2 separate regions of the Capsicum annuum genome follow, and region 1 is linked to region 2. A link is a contact called in public Hi-C data. All regions are on one chromosome and are shown on one strand. Each heading gives the region's core, a stretch centred on a gene start, on an enhancer-like site or on the middle of the called end of the contact. The rest is flanking DNA. Distances are from core to core; before and after follow the strand shown.

The links. A called contact is a pair of places that touch in the nucleus more often than the background predicts.
Region 1: a contact with region 2 is called in a Hi-C map of leaf, with 2.9 times the contacts expected there. The contact joins the promoter of LOC107879578 here to the enhancer-like site in region 2. A contact is called at or near these places in 5 of 5 Hi-C or Micro-C datasets (bud, leaf, pericarp and 1 more).

What each region holds. Positions count from the first base shown.
Region 1 is chr8:173,442,638-173,448,211 of UCD10Xv1.1, forward strand. It overlaps LOC107879578 (pentatricopeptide repeat-containing protein At2g17210), which reads right to left and starts at 3,012. Exons shown (of 1, transcript XM_016726598.2): 1 at 515-3,012. The coding sequence starts at 3,012. The coding sequence ends at 886. LOC107840646 (probable galacturonosyltransferase 3) reads right to left here. Exons shown (of 9, transcript XM_016684570.2): 8 at 5,278-5,574; 9 at 3,268-3,746. The coding sequence ends at 3,471. It overlaps LOC107840645 (protein NLP2), which reads left to right. Exons shown (of 5, transcript XM_016684569.2): 5 at 1-317.
Region 2 is chr8:173,400,314-173,405,421 of UCD10Xv1.1, forward strand. The region is part of intron 1 of LOC107879577; the gene reads left to right. Among protein-coding and RNA genes, the nearest start is that of LOC107879577, 9.5 kb to the left of the region's middle. Within about 2 kb of position 3,773, at least 1 of the 5 cell types and tissues checked has an H3K27ac peak or open chromatin away from gene starts, as enhancers often do. A contact at or near this core is called in leaf, where this site is marked.

The sequences.
Region 1 (5,574 bases), core at 1,762-4,261, 42 kb after region 2:
ACTGCATACCCATTGTATCACCTTTTTTCAATCAATGGGAATGTAATATAGAACATACAATTAACCATCGAGTGAGATGAGATGGGACGTTCAGTCATGCTGATTGTTAACTTTGGCATACTTCTCTTTGTGGAAGAGGAGAGGAGGGAATGCTCTTCAATAGTCATTTTGCATTCTCCACAGAGGATACAGCGCAAAAGCTGATTATGTACTTTTTCTAAGTTCCAACCATGTGTAGTTACTGCACTTAGTTCCAGTATCCTGGACAAACAGTTTATGGATCTTTCTGATTTAACGAGAAAGGAAATTCTGGATGAGTTTTTATAGTAGTAATTTTTCACTGCAACGAGATTGGCAAGATGTTCTTAGGACATTCCAACTTAAAACTCTTTTTTTTGAAAAAAAAAAAAATGAGATAGCTTCTACTTACACCTAAGATATCTAGGTGATATGAGGTAAATATTGCAACCCCCGTCTTAGCATGACTTGCAAACACAATTTTGGAACTATCAAAGAAGAAAAGAAGATATTTAAAAAGGAACTCTGGTGACCATGTTCATCTCTTATTTTCTATTGTCTTGTGCATTAGCCCTGGGATGAATCACCTCACTCATCCAGGTCACCTCCAAGTAGAGCCTCTGAGCCCCTACCGCCACAGACATTATGTATAGCCCACTTCTAAGGTACCTTTTACCCGATCATTAGATTGCAATACAAAACCTACCAACTGACGAATGGAGGATTCGTTTCCTCATTCCAACCACCTTTCTTTCGAGTATATTTTACAAGCTCCCTTCCAACAATCAAGAGTTTTGCAGCGAAAGAAAGATAGCTCTTTAGTTGTGGAAAGTTGTCGCTTTTACTTGAAAACAAAAGAATCTCCTATCAGCAGGCGACGTCCATTTTCATGTATGAGTGCAATTGTTGAATGGTGAACTGCAATTCATCAGACAAAGAATGGTGTTTATCTCCTGCAAGAAACTTGCAGGCCTTACCATTGGCATACACTAAGCTATAGCCAGCTATCACCTTGACACTTCCCTCCTTAGCCAGCATTCTCATTTTAGTGGCATCAACCCATGAATGACCTGATGCATACATGTTTGATGCAAGCAGATATCCAGCCGAGCCTGATGGCTCGAGTTCAAGTACTTGAGGGAGGGCACTGGCACCAAACTCATAGTTTTCATAGTTCCTACAAGCACTCAAGAGCGCCCCCCATGCACTTGCACCAGGCTTTAGTCCATCATGTAGCTTTCTTATCAAATTCATTGCACTATCAACCTTTCCAGCCCGAGCTAACAGATCTATAAGGCAAGAATAATGTTCTAAGCAGGGTTCAACTTCATGATCCCAAATCAACTCCTCAAAAAGAGAAATCCCTTCTTCAACCAGTCCCCCATGACTACAAGCGGATAAAAGAGACAGTGCAGTAACTTGATTTGGCCTTAGGCCACACGCTTTCATCTCAGCAAGTAGAGCTAGAGCTTCATTTGGGAAGCCATTCATACCATATGCTGCGATAATGGCACTCCAGGTCACGACATTCTTGTGTGGAATCAGGTCAAACACTTTTCTCGAAGATCCAATAGAACCACATTTTGAGTACATATCTAAGATCGCAGTTCCCACTACCACATCAGACGCCAATCCTCTTCGAATAGCAATTCCATGAGCGCACCTTGACCTTTTCATATCTGCAGAAAGAGAACAAGCTTCGAGAAGATTTAACATGGTAACGGCATTGGGCGGTTCAGTGGTGTGGCTCATCTCTCGGAAAACAGCAATTGCTTCGTCAGGCATGCCACAGTGGGTGAAGCCGGCAATCATGGTGCTCCAAGTTACTGCATCTCGTGTTTTCAAATTACTAAATTGATTCCATGCATGAGTTATGAGATTGCAACTTGCATATGCATCGATCAAAGAGTTTGTAACCAACTGATTCAACTCAAAACCTCGTCGGAGTATTCTGGAATGTATCAACTTGGACTGGTCAGGGTCAAGGAAGGACTTACATAACTGCAGCAGATTGACCAGAGTGACCTCATCAGATTCAACTCCGGCCTTCCGCATCGAATCAAATAAAGTAAGGGCCTCGGAATGCATCTCATTCTGCACAAGTCCTGACAAGAAAGTGTTCCAGGACACAACATTCTTCTCAGGAATTTCGCGGAAAACTCTCAATGAAGAATCCATGTGGTTGCATTTAGAATACAAGTCGATCAGAGAATTGGGTACGAACACATCATAACCCAGAGCTCTAGAGATGACAAATCCGTGAATTGACTCTCCCATTCTAACGGCCTTCGATTTGCTGCAGGCTTTGAGTACACTTACCACTGATTGTCCGTCTGATTTTATCCCAGAATCAACCATCCGTCGGAACAACTCGAGAGCAACCAGAGTTTCCTCGTGAGTTTGGGCATAGGCAGCAACCATGACAGTCCAAGAGATAACGTCTCTGTCAGTCATTTCATCGAAGAGGTTATGTGCAAGCTGCATTTGGAATTCAGCATAGAAACGGAGGAGCGAGTTTTGGAGGGAAGTAACAGTTGAACACCCAGCACGAATGGTAGAAGCATGGACCGTCCGCCCAGCCTCAAAAGCTCTAAGATAGCGATAAGTTTGAATGACAAGCACTAAAGTGGAGATATTGGGTTGAAAACCTGAAGCAGCCCAAGCCTGAGTGAAGAAGCATAATCCTCGGGGAGAAGCAACAGAACGGTGTAAGTGGGCATGAATGATTACATTCCAGGAAACTGAATCTTTGTTGGGGATGCAGTAGTTAAAAACAAGGAGGGCAGAACCCAAATCTCCAGATTTAGCATAGAAGTCCATCATAGAATTAGCGACGGAAGTGAAAGCGAGGAATCCCTGCTTAACCACAGAGGCATGGATAGACTCGCCGTTTCTAGTGGAGGAGGAGAGGTTTAAACATGCTCTGAGAAGTCGAACAACATCTTGGGATTCTCTCAACCTCCTCCCTATACTACCACTCCACTTGACACGCATTTGGCAATTTAGTTCGATAGATAAAGAGGAAAGAAGGGTTACGGCCTTCCAACTCCAACTCCAACTCCAAATCCAAAAGCTAGCTGTCTGCCTTCTTCCCTTGCTATCTCTCTCTTGTTTTAATGAATGCTGTTATTAGAATGAATGGTTTATATCTTATGTTTAATCCAAACTTTCAACGGTCTATTTAGCTCCCATACAGGAATGTCATCTACAAGTTACTTTTGATGGTAACAGCAAAAAAACAGTCTAAAATAGACAAACTACAGCCATTAATCTGTCGGTTGTGGAAAACAAATATGCCCATCTGCAGCTGTACTGTTAGGGTACTCAGTTGCTCTCCCAAAATTTCTTGATGCGTTACTGACAATAGTAAGACCTTTTTCCCCTTTTCCTAGTGCGCAAGGAGTACGAGAAATTGATTACAAGTAAAACTACCTCGCAAAAACCTAAATCTACTACTCACTGATGTTACAAAGTTGAAGGTACGTATTATTGAACATTACATATCTAGACCAATAAGATTTGTACTTGGCAATTGCAAGATCCAACCATGGTTTGTAATTTCCATTGTAGTGAACAACAGCCCCCTTTTGTATTTCTGTTTTGTTCAGGGCAGGATCATAACCAAGACCCAACACATGCCAGCTCCGATCCAAAGGATAAGTCAAGTTATAGAAAGTTATCAGCCCCGGAGGTAAAGTGCCAAGTTTCCAAAGTGTTCTGTCGTCATTCTGCAATGGAAATAATAGTCAGCTACAAAAACACATAAGGATGAAGAATTTCAGAAAAGGAAATGACTTTTTCCCGAATATCAAATGCATTACTACTCTTTGCAAGAGCAAAGCTTGCTATGGAAGACTGACTTTTTAAGGCTTGCCCTTTCCATGACCAGAAGCAATTTTTGGAAGAAAATAAACTAAATTTCCTCACTTCTCAAATCAAGAGGTCAAGGGAATAGATGCAATCTAGACATGGTAGATTCTAGAGCAGGGTCTATAGACATGGTAGATCGTAAAAAGATTTGCAGAAAGCCTTCTAAGTAGGCAACAATTCAATTTTCTAGAAGATAGCAATAAAGCTCAATGGAAAATGATCAATCATGCATACGGTATGCTTCTTTGCCTTTTATGGAGTGAGGAGGCACTGGGAATAACAAGGGCTGCAACCTAATAAAACCATATACAAAGTTTTCCCAAAACTAGAAATAGAGGTCACGAAAGTTACATGGTCTGGGTGACAAATTGGTTTAGCTCTTATCCTTATTGTACTATTTCATCAGCTCCACTCAAAACCTAAACAAGTCATTGTACTGTCCAGAAGACATCATTGATGTACAGCCTTCTTGTCTTCCATTCTATATTACTATCCACCTTCTAATTTCCCATTATTCTATTATCTGGGACCCACCATCATTCTGAAGACTAAACAATAACCCCAAGTTGAAAAAAAGTCAAATTCTATCTCCACTTCTGAACCCATTTTCTCAAATGTAGTTAAACTTCAACTAGCACCTTAATAATCATGCTTGAGACAACAATACCGAGAGGTGGGAGGTATATCTCCTGGCAAATTTTGGCACTTTACTTTGAACCCATAACATCTATCTACCCTCAAGCAAACGATGGTACTTACAGCAATAACTCAAGGTTTCAGTCCCATCAGTCTTCTAAATATACTTGCACTAAATTCTTTGTTTTTCCATAATCAGTAAGTACATTGATTTTCAATAGTAGTTCCATAGTTCAGATCGTTTTATCCGCAGCACTTTCACTTCATTTGACCATCCAAAGCAGCAGCAGGAGCATCCTTATTTATATAATCCTAGTTTATGCATTACTGTCTTAATTTTCAAGTAAACTCATATAAGCTTGATTAATTAAAACTAAAATAGAGATCAATGTGAAGACTTTCTATGCCTTACAGCCACCCCCTCTAGCAGGAGCTCTTGAACTCATGAAAACGTACATGAAATTGACGGAGATAGGTTTGATGGCCCATTGCAAATGTTCTTTTAGCTATATGGCCCTTTTATAACACAAGACATCGGTAAGTAAACACAAGCATATTTGTAGGGTCATGTTCTTCTATTCAAATTGTAAGGGGTCATAGAAGATCATTTCCTCATTAATTGTGCTAACTTCATTGACATGGAAAACAAATGAACAAAAAATTGTAGAACATTCGTGATGATAATATAAAAGAACTCAACTCAGCAAATTGCGACTAGAAGCACCAGCTAAAGAATATGTAATATAAACTTACCATTTCTTGCCAATGATGATATATTCCTGTAATGTTGCGCCTCCTCCACTCCTTCAAATCAAAGACATTCATGCCAAAAGCCCATCCACAGGCATGTGGATCAAAATTTTCAGATATCTTCGGGTTAGAGAAATTAAGATATTTATCAAATCTATGGAAGCTTTCTTTGCATGTCTCCACAGCACCATTGACCATCCCTTGTAGGTTGACAGACCAAAGAGATGTCAGATCCTTTTGAACTACAATATCATCATCCAGAAATAAGATTTTCTCCAGCTTTGGATATACTTCAGGAAG
Region 2 (5,108 bases), core at 2,523-5,022:
ATACTTGGTTCAAAGGAGACCAACATGAAATTGCTGCCAAGATTGATAGGTTTTAGTTTCCAAAAAATGGGATGATAGTTTCCAAAACATGAAATAACTCCCACTTCAAAGATTGAGCTCTGACCACATCCCTATAGCACTACTTGGAGGGCCTTGGGAAAGGAACAAGAACTATTTTAAATTTGAAAATTAGTGGTTGGAGACAGAAGGCTTCATTGACAGGGTAAAAAACTGGTGGTCCTCTTTCAATTTCTCAGGGAGGCCTGACTATGTTCTACTAGCTTGCAAGCTTAAAACTTTGAAATCCAAACTCAAAGAATGGAGGAATGGGGAGACTGGGAACTTGGGCATACAAAGGAAGAAATTACTTAAACAAATGGCAGACTTGGATACTAAGAGGGAAAATAGAGTATTCACTGACGAGGAGACGACTAAAAAGTCTGAATTACTTCTAAAATATGAGGAGTTGCTTAAGAAAGAGGAGATTTCATGGAACAAAAGTCAAGAGTTCTCTGGTTGAAGGAAGGTGATAAGAATACTAAATTCTTTCACAAAATGGCAAATGCTCATGAAGATACAACAATATTGACCAATTGGTGATACAGGGAGAACTTACCAAAGAACCAAGCCGAATTGAAGGAGAAATTGTGGACTATTACAAAAAGTTATACACAGAATCCATCCAGTAGAGACCTATCTATCAAAATACTCAGTTCCCAGTTCTAACAGAGGAGGATAGGGTAGCTCTCCAAAGCAACATTGATGAAACTGAAGTTTTGAGGTGCCTCAAGTTGTGTGCATCTGATAAAGCACCTGGGCCTGATGGTTTCACTATGGGTTTCTTTATCAAGTGCTGGGAGGTGGTAAAGCAGGACATTCTGGACACTTTTCAAAACTTCCATGATCAGAAAGTGTTTGAGAAGAGTTTTAACGCAACTTTTATTGTACTTATTCCTAAAAAGAAAGGTGCCAAAGAGTTGAGAGATTTTAGACCTATAAGTCTGATTGGCAGTATTTATAAGCTGCTTTCTAAAGTACCGACTGAGAGACTGAAAGGGGTGATTAGCAAGTTGGTAGATTCTTAGCAAATGACATTCATTAAAGGGAGACAAATAATGGATGCAGTCCTGATTGCCAACAAAGCTGTTGATTCCAGAGTTGAGCAGAAAAAACCAGGTATTCTTTGCAAGCTGGACATAGAGAAAACGTATGACCATGTTAACTGGAGATACCTTGTGAAAGTATTAAAAATGATGGGTTTTGGCAGAAGTGGTTGAAATGGATGAAGCAATGTATCTCAACAGTCAACTTTTCAGTTCTAGTCAATGGTTCTCCTGCAGGATTCTTTCAATCACAGAGAGGACTCAGGCAAGGTGATCTTTTGTCACCTTTCTTGTTCCTAATTGCTATGGAAGGATTGAATAATATGATCAAGACAACGAAATTGAGAGGTTGGACGAGGGGTTTTGAAGTAGTCTGAGAAGGGGTTGACAGCCTGGAAGTGACACACCTTCAATACGTGGATGACACACTTATCTTTTGTGACGCTGAGTAAGATCAGCTGAAGCATTTAAGGGTAATCTTGGTTTTGTTTGAAGGGGTTTCTGGTTTGCATATTAATTAGAGAAAGAGTCTTATGTACCCTATTAATCAAGTCAACAACATGAGTTGGTTAGCAACAATCCTTGGTGGTGAAATTGGCACTCTGCCAACTACATCCTTGGGATTACCTCTGGGAGCTAAATCTAAGTCCATATATATGGAACAGTGTAATTGAGAAGGGGTTGACAGCCTGGAAGTGACACACCTTCAATACGCGGATGACCCACTTATTTTTTGTGACGCCGAGGAAGATGAAGCATTTAAAGGTAATCTTGGTTTTGTTTGAAGGGGCTTCTGGTTTGCATATTAATCGGAGAAAGAGTCTAATGTACCCTATTAATCAAGTCAACAATATGAGCTGGTTAGCAACAATCCTTGGTGGTGAAATTGGCGCTCTGCCAACTACATACTTGCGATTACCTCTGGGAGCTAAATCTAAGTCCATAGATATATGGAACAGTGTAATTGAGAAGAGTGTGAAAAAATTAGCCAGGTGGAAATCACAATACTTGTCTATGGGTGGAAGATTGACACTAATCAATTCAATACTTGACGTTTTTCCAACTTACATGATGTCCCTTTTCCCATCCCAGTAGAGGTCATCAAGAGGTTGAACAACATTAGGAGGAAATTTTTGTGGCAGGGCAATAAGGAAAAGAAAGGATTTCACTTAGTAAAGTGGAAATCAGTGATAACTGGGAAGAAGAATGGTGGTCTGGGGATTAAGAACCTAAACTTGCAAATTAAAGCTCTTAGAATGAAATGGTTATGGAAGTATGCAAATGGTAACCAATAGTTATGGAAAAGGGTGATTGGAGCTAAATACGTAGCAGAAGACAAATGGATGACCAAAGTTGTGACTTCTCCCTATGGGGTCAGCCTTTGGAGATCCATTAGGAACCTGTGGGATGAAGTGAAAAGCAACTCAAAGGTGAAAGTGTTTGATGGGGCCAAGACCAAGTTCTAGAAGGATAACTGGCATGAGAAAGGCAACTTGGAAGAGTTATTTCCTGACATCTATAGCTTAGTCACATTTCAGCAAGGGTATATAGCAGATTTATGGACACCGCAGGGTTGGAACTTCAACTTCAGGAGACAACTTAATGACTGGGAAGTTCAGAGGTTAGCTGAATTTGTCAACACAATGGTGCCTTTCAACGTACTCCAAACAGGGGAGTATATCTTTTGGTGGACAGGAAACAATAGAGGAGTATACAAAGTCAATAGAGCTTATAAGTTGATGGATCAGGCAAACCAGCAGAATATAAATTGGCCATGGAAACCAATCTGGAAAAGTAGAATACCACACAAAGTATCATGCTTTGTCTGGTTGCTGGCCAAAGAAGCAGTCCTAACTCAAGATAATGTTATGAAGAGAGGGATAACCTTATGCTCTAGATGCTTTCTTTGTGAGGAAACATTAGAGACTGTTAACAATTTGTTTCTACACTGCAAGTACACTCAACAACTATGGAGCATTTTTTTTAGTCTTAAAGGCATTTACTGGGCATTAAAGAGCTGGGAAGATTCAGGAGCACAGGCGAAGGACAGAGACAGATGGAGACTTATCCCTGCTGCTATATGGTGGGCAATATGGAAAGAGAGGAACTTTAGGTGTTTTGAGAGCATAGAGAATAGTGTACAGAATGTGAAGCTTAACTGCATTCTACTGTTATGTTTTTGGTGTAATCAGTTATACTCAAATGCTACTGTCTCTATAATTGATGTTTTAGACTCAATTTAGTCATAGAGCAGTAAGATTTGGGGACCACTTGTAGATAAGGTTTCAGTACAACCTATGCACTACCTATGCACTGTTTTGTGATATCATACAAAGTTACCAAGTTCAAAAAAAAAATAGAGCTTACAATCCAAGAAGAGTTCTAAATTATTTACAGGGGTCAATTTGGACCAGGTAAGGAGGCTAACTAAATATCTTTCTCGCAAAAGACTACTAGAAGTTGAAATTCCATCAAAACATCTTTTGCTCCTCGCTATCCATAAACACCAAAATATAACACCCGGGGTCATCATCCAGACACTCTTGATGGTTTTTTCAGCTTCCCGTGAACTCCAACTTTCAAGAGCATCCTTAACGGAGAAGGGCATGACCCAAAAAAGACCAAAAAACAACAGAACATATTACAAAGGTCCAAGGCAGCTGGACAACGCAGTAACAAGTGGTTGACACTTTATGTGTGCTTGTGGCAGAAGTAGCATCTGTTGGCAAGCTGGAATTTCTTTTTGGAGAGATTATCCTGTATTCCTGTGTGAGGCATGAGTTGAGCTGTGCAGTCCAGCTGAAACATATTACTTTGATAGGTAGTTTAGTCTTCCATACAAGCTTCCATGGTCATTTGTCAATCATGGAGTTCCTTGAGCATAAGCTGTGATAGCCTTCCTTGACCGTGTAGTGACCTTTTCTTGAGTTACCCCATTTCAATCTATCGAGCTCTCGGGGTGAAAAGGAGCAAGGCTGCAATTTGGCAAAAAAGTCGAAGATGTCATTAAGTTCCCAGTCATGAAGGTTTCTCCTGAACCTTATGTCCCAATTGTCATCTAATCTGTTGCATGCTATGATAGAATCTGGTTCAGCTGCAATGGTGTACAAACTTGGGAATTCCTCACTCAAAATTGTATCCCCCAACCATATGTCCTTCCAAAATTTGATGCGAGAGCCATTCCCCACCCTAAAAGTGATGTTCTCAGCAAAATCAGGCCAAAGTTTACTGATGCTTTTCCTTAGGCCAAATTTGTTATTGTTAAGACTGAAAAGTTGTATTATGATGGTTGAGCATCATTTCCGATAAATGGCGAATAAATGATAGCAGGACATGGCTTCTTTATTAAAACTATGCTGGTAAAAGAGAAAAGCACAACGAAGCAACACGGTGCTTGGGCTTGAAACGGAAAGCAAGAAGTGCAGCTCACAATATTTTCATAAAATTGCAAAATTCCAAACATATTGGTCTGGAGTGGTGGTTGTTATAGTAAAAGGAGTTATTCTACGTGAATATGTTGCAAGATAATATTTTGGTGATTCTTGCAAGGGTGTTTTTTGTTACAATCTTTGAAGTAACAAAGAGATTTGTATATCTCTCCATTTTGTTATGCATAACAAAGACACATAATTTGTTGATTGATATAACTTAGCTTTTCTCTATCATATTCTGCAGCCCGGTCCATGATGGAAAGCTGAAAAGGGTTCTTAGACATGAGGAACTTATCCCAAATAAAAAAAATTAAGGGAAGAAGATAAGTTCTTTGATAAGATTAGTGTACCTGTTTTTATGTGCAGAAATGTTGAAAACGTTATGAAGGAGAAAGGAAGAGGATGAGTATGCTTCTGGAGGCAACAATCCTACGAAGAGACTATATCTTCTAGAACCGATGATTCTGAAATTTCCGATCACATCATAGTTTGTCACATTTCTAAGAATCAGAAAGTATCAGTTAGGAACTTCGAAGGAAGATAATGGTGGACATTCGAGAGTATAATTTCGAAG